2 separate regions of the Zea mays genome follow, and region 2 is linked to region 1. The links are chromatin contacts, called in public Hi-C maps. All regions are on one chromosome and are shown on one strand. Each heading gives the region's core, a stretch centred on a gene start, on an enhancer-like site or on the middle of the called end of the contact. The rest is flanking DNA. Distances are from core to core; before and after follow the strand shown.

Region 1 (6,487 bases), core at 3,738-6,237:
CAATAAAATGACCAAGCTTACCGCATTTGAAGCATGATCGCTTCCCCTTGGTCTTAGTCTTGCTCGGCTGTCCATTGCGACCCTTTAGCACCGTCTTGAATCTCTTGATGATGAGGGCCATTTCTTCATCATTAAGACCGGCTGCCTCAATTTGCGCCACCTTGCTGGATAGTGCCTCCTTGCTCCTTGTGGCGTTGAGAGCAAAAGGTTGCGGCTCGTTGATCGGTCCATTCAAGGTGTCGTCCACATATCTTGCCTCCTTGATCATCATTCTCCCGCTGACGAATTTTCCTAGGACTTCTTCGGGCGACATTTTGGTGTACCTGGGATTCTCACGAATATTATTCACCAAATGAGGATCAAGAACGGTAAAGGACCTGAGCATTAGTCGGACGACGTCGTGGTCCGTCCATCGCGTGCTTCCGTAGCTCCTTATTTTGTTGATAAGGGTCTTGAGCCGGTTGTATGTCTGAGTTGGCTCCTCGCCCCTTATCATCGCGAACCGTCCAAGCTCGCCTTCCACCAACTCCGTTTTGGTGAGCAAGGTAACGTCATTTCCTTCATGAGAGATCTTGAGAGTGTCCCAGATCTGCTTGGCGTTATCCAAGCCGCTCACTTTGTTATATTCATCCCTGCACAATGAAGCTAGAAGAACAGTGGTAGCTTGTGCATTCTTATGGATTTGCTCATTAATGAATGAAGGGCTATCCGAGCTATCAAATTTCATTCCATTTTCCACAATCTCCCAAATGCTTGGATGGAGAGAAAATAGGTGAGTACGCATTTTGTGACTCCAAAATCCGTAGTCCTCTCCATCAAAGTGAGGAGGCTTGCCAAGTGGAATGGGGAGCAAATGAGCATTTGAGCTATATGGAATGCGCGAATAATCAAAAGAAAAGTTTGAGTTAACCGTCTTTTGTTTGTCGTGGTCGTCGTCCTTTTGGGAAGAAGAGGACTCATCGCTGTCGTAGTAGACGATCTCCTTGATGCGTCTTGTCTTCTTCTTCTTCCCATCTTTTCGCTTGTGGCCCGAGCCCGAGTCATTTGACTTGTCATCCCTTGGCTCGTTGACGAAGGACTCCTTCTCCTTGTCGTTGATCACAATTCCCTTTCCCTTAGGATCCATCTCTTCGGGCGGTTAGTCCCTTTCTTGAAGAGAACGGCTTTGATACCAATTGAGAGCACCTAGAGGGGGGGGGTGAATAGGTGATCCTGTAAAACTTCAAAACTTAAGCCACAAAAACTTGTTAAGTGTTAGCACAATTATGGCCAAGTGGCTAGAGAGGAGTCAAAACACAATAACCACAAGAAATCAATCACAGAGATGACACGATGGTTATCCCGTGGTTCGGCCAAGTACAAAACTTGCCTACTCCACGTTGTGGCGTCCCAACGGACGAGAGTTGCACTCAACTCCTCTCAAGTGATCCAATGATCAACTTGAATACCACGGTGTTCTTGCTTTTCTTTTCTCAATCCCGTTTGCGAGGAATCTCCACAACTTGGAGCCTCTCGCCCTTACAAAAGATGTTCACAGAGAATCACGGAGCAAGGAAGGGAATGAGCAACGCACACAAGGCTTCAAAAGATCAGAGCAACACGCACACAAGCAGCAATAAGAGCTCGCAACACAACTCAAAGAGTACGCAACTCCACAAGAGCTCTATATGCTATCACAATGAATCAAATGCGCTAGATCAATGTCTTGGTGCTTAGAAAGGTTGTAGGAATGCTTGGTTGTCCTCCTCCATGCGCCAAGGGGTCCCTTTTATAGCCCCAAGGCACCTAGGAGCCGTTGAGAGCACATCTGGAAGGCTATTCTTGCCTTCTGTCGTCGGGCGCACCGGACAGTCCGGTGCACACCGGACAGTGTCCGGTGCCCGATTCCTTTCCTTAATTGGCGAAGCCGACCGTTGCCGACCGTTGCAGATCTGGCGCACCGGACAGTCCGGTGCACACCGGACAGTCCGGTGCTTCCCTCCGACCGTTGGCTCGGCCACGTGTCGCGCGCCGATCACGCGGCCGACCGTTGGCCCGGCCGACCGTTGGCTCACCGGACAGTCCGGTGCACACCGGACAGTCCGGTGAATTTTAGCCGAAGTCGCCGGAGAAAAACCCGAGAGCGGCCTCTTCGGCCGAGGCGGCCTGGCGCACCGGACACTGTCCGGTGCACCACCGGACACTGTCCGGTGCACCACCGGACAGTCCGGTGCCCTAGACCGAAGCAGCCCCTTGGCTGCACACAGCCAAGTCTTCTCTTCTCTTCTTCTTTCTGTTTCTAACACTTAGACAAATATATTAGTACACAAAACCAATGTACTAAGACTTAGAAACATACCTTTGTTGAAGATTTGCACTTTGTTCATCCATGGGCATTGATTTACATTTAAGCACTTGTGTTGGCACTTAATCACCAAAATACTTAGAAATGGCCCAAAGGCACATTTCCCTTTCACCACCGGAACGAAACGCAACCGAGAAAGGCCGGTCCCCTTGCAAAAAAGTGCGACAAAAGCCTCCAAGCGAGTATCAACACTCCCTTCGAGGCTCGGGGGCTACTGTCGGGGACCATAATTAGGGGTACCCCCAAGACTCCTAATCTCAGCTGGTAACCCCCATCAGAACAAAGCTGCAAAGGCCTGATGGGCGCAATTAAGGTCAAGGCTCAGTCCACTCGAGGGACACGATCCCGCCTCGCCCGAGCCCAGCCTCGGGCAAAGCCAGCCGACCCCGGAGGATTCACGTCTCGCCCGAGGGCCCCCTCAAGCAACGGACACACCTTCGGCTCGCCCGAGGCCCAGTCTTCGCAGAGAAGCAACCTTGGCCAGATCGCCACGCCAACCGACCATATCGCAGGAGCATTTAATGCAAGGATGGCCTGACACCTTATCCTGACGCGCGCTCTTCAGTCGGCAGAGCCGAAGTGACCGCAGTCACTTCGCCGCTCCACTGACCGACCTGACAAGAAGACAGCGCCGCCTGCGTCGCTCCGACTGCTGTGCCACTCGACAGAGTGAGGCTGACAGCAGCCAAGTCCGGCCTTGGGCGCCATAGGAAGCTCTGCCTCGTCCGACCCCAGGGCTCGGCCCTCGTCTCGGCCTCGGACGACGAACTCCGCCTCGCCCGACCCTAGGGCTCGGACTCAGCCTCGGCTCCGGAAGACGACGAACTCCGCCTCGCCCGACCCCAGGGCTCGGACTCAGCCTCGGCTCCAGAAGACGACGAACTCCGCCTCACCCGACCCCAGGGCTCGGACTCAGCCTTGGCCTCGGACGACGGTCTCCGCCTCGCCCGACCCAGGGCTCGGACTCAACCTCGACCTCGGAAGACAGACTCGACCTCGACCTCGGAGGAGCCTCCGCCTCGCCCGACCCAGGGCTCGGACCGACCACGTCACAGGGGGGACCATCATTACCCTACCCCTAGCTAGCTCAGGCTACGGGGAACAAGACCCGCGTCCCATCTGGCTCGCCCCGGTAAACAAATAATGATGGCGCCCCGCGTGCTCCATGACGACGACGGCTCTCAGCCCCTTACGGAAGCAAGGAGACGTCAGCAAGGACTCGACAGCCCCGACAGCTGTCCTTCAGCAAGGCTCCAGCGCTCCTCCGACGGCCACGACATCATATGAACAGGGTGCCAAAACCTCTCCGGCTGCCACGACGGCATGTACTTAGGGCTCTAGCTCCTCTCTGCTAGACACGTTAGCACACTGCTACATCCCCCATTGTACACCTAGGCCCTCTCCTTATGCCTATAAAAGTAAGGTCCAGGGCTCTCGTACGGAAAGGTTGGCCGCGCGGGAGATCGGGCCGACGCGTAAGTCCCTCGCTCTCTCTCACGCGGACGCTTGTAACCCCCTACTGCAAGCGCACCCGACCTGGGCGCAGGACAATACGAAGGCCGCAGGGTTCCCCTTTTGCCTGTCTCCTTTCCCCCCTTCGTGCTCCGTCTCGCGCCGACCCATCTGGGCTGGGACACGCGGCGACAATTTACTCGTCGGTCCAGGGACCCCCCGGGGTCGAAACGCCGACAGGTTGAGTCGTTGCAATAGTAGTAATCCGTCACTTTATAGATCCTGAGCCCCATGGACAACTTTATCTTCTCCGCACGTAATCCTAATGATACTTAGATTCTCTACACAGCCAGATTCTTCTCACAGCTAGATTCTCGGAAAAGCTGGTCAGAAAAAAGCTGAACCAAACAGACCCTTTGAGCTTCTTTCGCAGAAGTTTTCCACCTCCATTTGTAGCCATTGGATGAGGATATAAAGATCCATGCTGCCAGTTTGCAGGATTGCACACTGATATACTACTAGAGATCACACTTCTATGTTGGACTTAGGATCTTCTCGACATTGATCTGACAAATAAATTTGACAAGTGAAAAATGTTTTCTGCTGATGGAGCAAAAGAAGGCTTTATTCGGATTCATTGTTCCTTTATCTGGAAGTCCATCAAGTATGGATGTGTTACACATTGAGTATATGATTGGATTAATTTGATAAGCATTAATGCAATGCATAATCTAGGTGTAATAAGTCTCTAGTTCTATCATACACTGTCAGCCAAAATGCTGCAGGTGTGTTGCATGTAAATTCAGTGGCACCTCAATGTTAAGAACGAGAGAAGCATTCGGCTGAACTAGGACTCTGTTCGGCATTAATTATGATGTTTTATTAAAAAATAATCATATATTATTATTTATGCAGCAATGCAAAGTAAACATTTTTCTGATTAATTAACTAGATTCCATAGCTCAGTATATCAAAAATTCAAAATAGAACCACTTTTATCAACAATGGCCCATCAATCAAAAGCCCACTACCATATATGGGTAGATTCATGGTACGAACTCTAAAACCCTACGGCCCATGGGCCACAAAGAAGCCCACCGATAGAGGCAACGAATGGAACGAAGAGGATCTGGCATAATGGGCATATTCGCCGCCGTCAGCCTATCCACCCTCCTCCGCCGCTCGCCTGCCCGCTGCTGCGCTTCACCCCGCTCTCGCCTCCCGCCGCCGCGCCGTCCCGGTCGCGATGGCCCTGCGCTCCCCGGATCTGCGGTGGCTCGGATCGCTCACGAGGCCCGGCCGCCTTGCACCATCCCCACTCGCCGCGCTCGCCTCCCCACGGCGCCGCCGCCGCGCACCGTCCCCTTCGCCCTCGCCCTCCGACTCCTCCACCCCATCTACCGCCCCTACATCCGACAGTAAGTCTCCCCTCCGTTCTTGCTGTTGGTCCAGTGGTGACGTGACGGCGAAATGCTAGCCCCAAGGGTTTTGCTTTTCTTTACCTGGTGGGCGCTGAGCATTCTCTGCAGGTGGGCCGGGAGCGGAGGGGATGGAGGGGCTGGAGTGGAAGAAGATCAGTGCCAAGAGGTTCGGGATCAAGGAGTCCATGATCCCCCCCGAGGCCTGGAACGTACTACACCGCCTCCGCAGCAGAGGTGCGTCCTCCACCCCAATGTCCCTGCTAGTGTTTGCTTTGTTGTCCTGCCAAATCCTGAAATGCCACTGCTGAGGTTGGATTTCAGTCCGGTGTCCTGCGACTGAACTAGTGGATCGAGTACTTAGTTACAGGTCAAATGTCAGAACAAATGCAGACAGGATTTAATACTCAACTCAGCCTCATATAAAGCAAATATAATAGTTGCATTTTACTTAATTAGAATTGAAACTATCTTTTATCTATACTGCAACAGAATCCATCTATTTTTTATTTGAATAAATTTGAGTAGTTTGGATAAAATCATATTTCAGAATGAAAGATGTAAGGCATACTTTGTTTTGTGAAGATATAAATGTGACTAGAGGAGAAACGGTTAATTGGATATGAAAAATGCAAAACCATATTTGTATCCTGTTCGGTACTAGTAGTCGATTAATATAGCTAATCAGATATGAATGTGATTTCAATTCCATTGTACTTTTCTCCATCTGTTAATTAGGTGCTTGAGTATCCTTTGTTGTTGCTAGGGGTGGTAATGGATCACGATCCAAATGTTTCTTCACGATTCGTTCGAGCCCTTAATTAATTTTAGCTCAAAAATAAATAGAAATACAGCCTGATCCAAATACGATCTGATCCTTAAATTTTATAGCGTAAAATTTAGATCCCATTACCACCCAGTTGTTGCTGGTTCATTGCATTACTTGCTTGGTTGATATGTTTCACTTTTTTTGGCAGGATATGATGTGTACCTTGTTGGTGGTTGTGTTCGAGATCTCATAATGAAAAAGACGCCAAAGGATTTCGACATAATAACAACAGCTGATCTTAGGCAGGTTATAACTCAAATTAACAATGATGTGATCATGATGTAGCGGTATTACTGGAATGAAGGTCTACTCAAGTTTTGAGGCATCATGTGATGGAGCTATTCTTTCACTGAAACGCGTAGATATTTTAAGTTTGCTGTCATAGTTTTGCAAATAGCAGGTACTACTTTGTTGCTAAAGAACTATGACGTGACTAATTTGCTG
Region 2 (6,575 bases), core at 247-2,746, 420 kb after region 1:
TAGTTTATTTTTCTATAGAAAAATAGAAATTATTTAGGAATTAGGGTTCTCAGACTAGCTCTAAAGAAAAGAGGGAAAAAAAAACTGGTGCTGGTGGAAGCTGATGCTGGAAAAAAGACTGATGGATTTGGCAGAGGCTGAGGTCACATTTGCCCTGTCCGTCCGTCCGTCCATCCGCCATCTAATCATTAATTAACGATTTTTAATATTAATGTTTTAGGTGCAGCTTGCTTGAATGCTGCTGCTGTGCTGAGAGACGGACGGATGGATGGACGCACGCAGTAGACTGGTCGTACATTCTCCGTATGCACCTGCGGACTGCGGTACGTACTAGTCCTGCGTGTGCCAATGTGCCATCGCAAGTTGCAGATCACCACGCCGCGCGAGCACAGGCGCAGGACATGACAGGACCCTTGCTTTTGCTTTCCTGTGGGCTCTTAATTACTTGGGGGCACCGATCGGCGATCGATTGTACTCCTATACATGGTGCCATGCAGTGCCTTGCAATCATCGCGCTGCAGTAGCTCGTCTTGGTCCATGTGTAGGGCTGAAAAATTAGCTCGAGGCTCGCGAGCCGGCTCGAGCTCGGTGCGGCTCGGCTCGGAGCGGCTCGCGAGCCTCGAACGAGCCGAGCCGAGCCTTTTCTTCGAAATCGTTTTTTCAGCGAGCCGAACCGAGCCAGCTCGCGAGCCGGCTCGCGAGCCTTGCAAAAATGATCAATTTATGGAATAATAATGAATATTAGATAATTTTATGGATAATAGATCATTTTTTAGTCTTTGATAATGAATATATAATGTTAATTCACCAAATAATGCAACGATAAGTACCAGAATATGGCTCGCGAGCCGAGCCGAGCCAGCTCGCGAGCCGAGCCGAGCCAGCTCGCGAGCCAAGGTCGAGCCGAGCCGAGCCTCTTTCGCCAGCTCGTGAAATGGACGAGCCGAGCCGAGCTCGTTCAGTCACCAAGCCGAGCTCGATTCGGCTCGTTTCCAGCCCTATCCATGTGTGCTATTGGTTTCTTAAATATTTACGTGTCGGGAATCAGTTTGTTGATCATTTTAAAAAGATTATTATTTTTAGACACATAATTTCTTATATACCACATTTCACCTATTGTTTATTACAATCAAGATACTTCAACATTTATTAATAAATATTACATATATAGTGATCTCGTAAGTTTGTGACTCGACTAATAAAAAACCCTACGAACAACATTTTATTGAAAAATTAACTTTTTTTAATTTTTTTTGTTAAGTTATTGATGAACTGGATTTCTAGCTGTAGAAGATATAATACGTTTACTTATCAAAAATTATATATCACATAGAATACAATTCTATCATGGAGGGAAAACAAAGATAAACATACAATGTCAAATAAATGATGAAAACATGGTATATCAGAGTTAAAAGAGTTAAAAGCCGAGACATTACTCAATCTACGATGAAAAAAGAAATAAGAGGTGTATAGCCGCCAAGCACAGATGGGGACCACTTGTGTGTGCGCTTAGCAATTTGTGCCCTTTTTCTGACACCCTCACTTCTTATCCGGAAGCGGTGGATAGGGACACATGCGCCCGCCCGGGTCGCATCCCGACCCGCGCCACCGGTCCGACCAGACCGCCGACCGGCTCAGCCGGTTCACCACTTCTCACTTCACCTGCCTGCCGCTTCCTGCTTTCCCGTTCCTGAAAGAGAGAGAAGCATATCCTCACTCTAGTCTCTCTCGCCCCATCCCCTTCCCCGTCCCTCCTCCAGCTCCCTCTCCTCCGGCTGCTGCCCCTCCACCGTCCGCCCCTCCTCCCCGCTGCCGGCCACTTCCGGACTTCCCCGCCGCGTTACCTCCTCCTCCTGGCGCTTCCCGCTTGGCGGTTGCCTGGGATTTACCCCCGCTCTGTTCCCCTTTCGGGGAACGCCTTCAGAGGCAGGACGGGTACTTGGTCCGGGAGGCGCGGCGACGGCGACAGCGGCGAGTGATTTTCGGTCGCCAGAGGGAGAGTTTTTTTTAACGGGGTTTTGGTGGGAAGGAAGGAGGCGGCCGCGAGTAGGCGAGACGTTCATGGGTTAGATCTGGCGGTCCGGCGGCGCGGATCTGAGCGAGGTAGGCTGTCGCATTTTTTGCCCCCTCGGGCGTCTGTTTCCATTTCCTTGCAGTTGCCTGCAGTTGGCAGGAGCTGAAGGCTACCCAATCTCTCTCTGCAGGTTTCGGTGGAGAGATCGGGTGGTGGTCACTATCTTCGCCTCATTTCGAGTAGATGGAGCGTCTCATGGCCAAATCGGGCATGTATGGCGGATTCTGCTACTGTCTGAAGCAGCGTTGCCTGCAGATCTGAAAGTCACTTGGTCTCCTTGCCCAGTTGACCTTACTGAATGACATTGCTTTCCGCGGTTTGACTGTCATTACATCCTTTTCGGTGTCTGATCAAAAATTTTTAGCACGAGATGACGTGCTTCTAGTTGTTGTTGATATCTTGTCCTGAGTTGAGTAAACCTGAAGCTGGAAAGGAGCGGATCACATTCGTGCTCTTGCTCTTGTTGACTTCTAGGTCTATCTTAGATACCTAGAGGCTGGAAGGGGTCAGATCCAGTTCCTGTGGTCCTAGTAACAAGGTCCTCTTGGGGGAAGGCGCCATGACCTACTTCCCCGAGGAGGTGGTAGAGCACATCTTCAGCTTCTTGCCATCGCACAGCGACCGGAACACGGTCTCCCTTGTGTGCAAGGTGTGGTATGAGGTCGAGAGGCTGAGCCGACGAGCGGTGTTCGTAGGGAACTGCTACGCTGTGCGCCCTGAGCGTGTGGTGCTGCGGTTCCCCAATATAAAGGCCCTCACGGTGAAGGGGAAGCCTCACTTTGCAGACTTCAACCTTGTGCCGCCTGATTGGGGTGGCTACGCAGGGCCATGGATTGATGCAGCAGCAAGGAGCTGTGTTGGTCTCGAGGAGTTGCGCATGAAGCGGATGGTTGTGTTTGATGAGAACCTTGAGCTGCTAGCTCGGTCATTCCTGAGATTCAAAGTCCTTGTCCTTATCAGCTGCGAGGGGTTTAGCACCGATGGTCTAGCTGCTATTGCGAGTCACTGCAAGTGAGTTTTCCAAATGCTAGTACCTTATTAGAGTTTTCTATGGCTTTTTTGTTAAGTGCATCATTTTGCCTTTCCTGATCTGCATCGTAACCTTTTTAAGGACGTACTGATGCCACTATTTAGTCCTTAAGCAGCTTTTGCAAGTCATTGCAAATGACTTTGCCAAGAATATCGAAGTTCACTCTTTTTTTCTAATAAAATTAATCAAAAATTATTTCCTTGGCAACGTTGTATGCAATTACCTTTTGATATGTCATTATTTAGTCCTTAAGCAGCTATTGCAAATGATCACGCCTTGAAAATTTTGTTTCTTTAAGAGCGTCACAGTTTACTTCCTTAACAATGTTGTACGCAGTTACTTCTTCGTATAGGGAACTAGAACAGTACACTTTTGTGCTTTCTTTTATTTTCTCTAATGCTTATCAGTTAGGTGCCATTGCTTGTTAGTTTTCTATAAGCTTATCTTCTGATTGTGTTTTCATTCCATTTTACAACTGTTCAAGTCATGCATTGTCCTGCTCATGCTCCCTTAATGAGCTGAACTGTGATGAACCATTTTATTCAAGTGGTATTTGATCTGTTCTTGCATTTGCTCTTTAGATATTTTACCATTTTTTGCTGTATGACTTCTATAATTTAATTCAGTTTGATGAATTAATACAGTTTTAGCCATATTGCATATAGTTAAGTGGTTGTGTTGTGGCTGTACTGCATATGACTTTTCTAGGACTGGATGCAAATTCGCATGCAGTTATTCAACAAATTATTATCATTAGTAATATCAGTAGTAGTTGAATGCTTTTAGCTGAATCCGTCAAGTTTTTGTTGTTACATGGTATTTCATGGTTAACGTGTTGACTCTGCTTTTTTTCTTCTATCTGTTATCTAGGCTCCTGAGGGAGTTAGATTTGCAGGAAAATGATGTGGAGGACCGTGGGCCCAGATGGCTTTCCTTCCCTGATTCCTGCACTTCGCTGGTCTCCTTGAATTTCGCTTGCATCAAAGGGGAGGTGAATTCTGGTGCGTTGGAGAGACTTGTTGCTAGGTCTCCAAATCTACGCAGTTTGAGGTTGAATCGTTCTGTTTCAGTAGACACACTCTCAAAGATACTATTGCGAGCCCCAAATTTGGAAGACTTGGGGACAGGTAATCTGACAGATGAGTTCCAAGCTGAGTCCTATTCCAGGCTTACTAGTGCTCTGGAGAAATGCAAAAAGCTGAGAAGTCTGTCTGGATTTTGGGATGCTTCTCCTATTTGTGTTCCGTATATCTATCCCCTCTGTCATCAACTAACAGGCCTAAACTTGAGTTATACTCCCACACTGGATTATTCTGATCTAGCTAAAATGGTCAGCCGCTGTGTGAAACTCCAGCGTCTCTGGGTGAGTTCCCTTCTCTTTGTGTTGGCTTGATATTTCTGTACGTTGAGAGAACCACATAATGAATTTGATCCTCCACAGGTACTGGATTGCATTTCAGATAAGGGTTTGCAAGTGGTGGCCTCCAGTTGCAAGGACCTACAAGAACTCAGGGTGTTTCCATCAGAATTTTATGTTCCTGGTGCTTCTGCAGTGACAGAGGAGGGACTTGTTGCAATATCGTCAGGCTGCCCAAAACTGACCTCTTTGCTGTATTTCTGTCACCAGATGACCAATGAAGCGCTAATTACTGTAGCTAATAACTGCCCAAATTTCATCAGATTTAGACTCTGTATCCTTGAGCCAAAGAAGCCAGATGCCATGACAGGCCAGCCGTTAGATGAAGGTTTTGGTGCGATTGTCCGTGAATGCAAAGGGCTAAGACGTCTGTCAATATCAGGTCTTCTCACAGACAAGGTTTTCATGTATATTGGAAAACATGCAAAATACCTCGAAATGCTTTCTATAGCATTTGCTGGAGATAGTGATAAGGGGATGATGGACGTGATGAACGGGTGCAAGAATCTGAGGAAGCTTGAGATCAGAGACAGTCCATTTGGCGATGTTGCACTCTTGGGAAATGTTGCCAAGTATGAGACAATGCGATCCCTTTGGATGTCTTCATGCAATGTCACATTAAAGGGGTGCCAGGTCCTTGCATCGAAGATGCCGATGCTCAATGTGGAGATCATGAATGAACTAGATGGAAGTAGTGAAATGGAGAACCATGGAGACCTCTCTAAAGTGGACAAGTTATATGTTTACCGCACAACTGCTGGAGCGAGGGATGATGCACCAAATTTTGTTAAGATCCTACAGAGCTAGCCGCGACTACCCTTATATCTTCCCACCTTGAGAGGTGATACTTCTCTTTTATCCACCTTTTTATCTGGAAGTATCATTTGCCTGCTTATCAATTTGTTTGATCTTCTGCTAGTCCATTGCTGTTTGAACTTAATTCTTTTGTTTTGCGCTTAGTAACTTGTTGAATATTGCATTTTCTAATACATGCTCCAGAACATGCGAACTAGTATCTCTAGGCCCCTGTTGCTCATTATATTGAGAAGCAACATCTATACGCCCATTAAGATCAGATGACATTATAGACCATATCTCCAATACTGCATGAAGAAGCTTCTGCTATGTGTTTAATAATAGATCAAGCCTGTTTGCCGAAAAGATCAAACTGGATAGTACTAGTACTAGAATTTTATCTGGATAGTACTTGAAGCTGATGTTTGAACCACTTTTCTGCTGCAAAATTGTAGCATCCCATTTTTGTGTTTCTCTCAGTACATTGATTGTGGCTACTCATAGTGCTAATTTCTGTCGAAGTGTGAACCACTCAGATTCCAGTACCTATAGAGAGCAGCAGGACCTGATATGTCTAACCCTGTTTTCCCGCTCCTACTCGATTGCTTTTACAGATGGTCGGTGGAATCCGGCATGCCTGGGGCCAGGGCAACAGTGGTAAGTTCTTGAATCGTCTCCCCTTTTGCAGGGTCAGGAAAAGCCACACTGGCCTGCGCCCTTATCGTGGAGCAACACGACCGGGAATCCATCATCATCCTCTGTACCACCGCCCCCCTCCCTTTCAGTGTCTGGTCATATGGCCACCCAGGCCCCCCTTTATTACCTGTGAATTCTCCCACTCGAGAGGAGGGGACCGAACGGATAACTTTTTCTAGCCATGTAACATCTCTAGTGTACTTGTCTCCATTTGCTTTTGACATTGGCACGGTGGATTGTGTTGCTGGCGTCGCTGTTGTAGTGTTTTGTTTCGCAAACCTGAGAATTATCGGGACATTCCGGGGACGACGCTCTGTTTCTTGCTCCTGTGAATGCATGGACTGCATGTAATATTTGATGGCCTTGCAGGATTTATCGTACACACTTTTCGCCCTTGCATATTTCTCGTCTCAGCCCACGTAAGCTTGGTTGATATTGCATGGCTAAGTGATTGTTGGTCACCTGGTAAATATTGTTACGCCATCTTCTACAACTAAAACGAAGTGATATCGTTGGTCCGCCACTGCCTCCCTCCGTTCCACCCTGGCGGTGGTCTCGGC

The links. Hi-C and Micro-C count contacts between places; a contact is called where the count stands out from the background.
Region 2: a contact with region 1 is called in a Hi-C map of leaf, with 10 times the contacts expected there. The contact joins the promoter of LOC100278846 here to the promoter of LOC100382483 in region 1. A contact is called at or near these places in 2 of 25 Hi-C or Micro-C datasets (bundle sheath and leaf).

The regions. Positions count from the first base shown.
Region 1 is chr2:66,871,289-66,877,775 of Zm-B73-REFERENCE-NAM-5.0, forward strand. LOC100382483 (Polynucleotide adenylyltransferase family protein) reads left to right here and starts at 4,988. Exons shown (of 13, transcript NM_001175222.1): 1 at 4,988-5,214; 2 at 5,326-5,451; 3 at 6,192-6,289. The coding sequence starts at 5,043.
Region 2 is chr2:67,295,507-67,302,081 of Zm-B73-REFERENCE-NAM-5.0, forward strand. It overlaps LOC100278846 (Protein AUXIN SIGNALING F-BOX 3), which reads left to right and starts at 1,497. Exons shown (of 5, transcript XM_008671272.3): 1 at 1,497-2,106; 2 at 2,208-3,088; 3 at 3,978-4,470; 4 at 4,549-5,365; 5 at 5,934-6,414. The coding sequence starts at 2,637. The coding sequence ends at 5,331.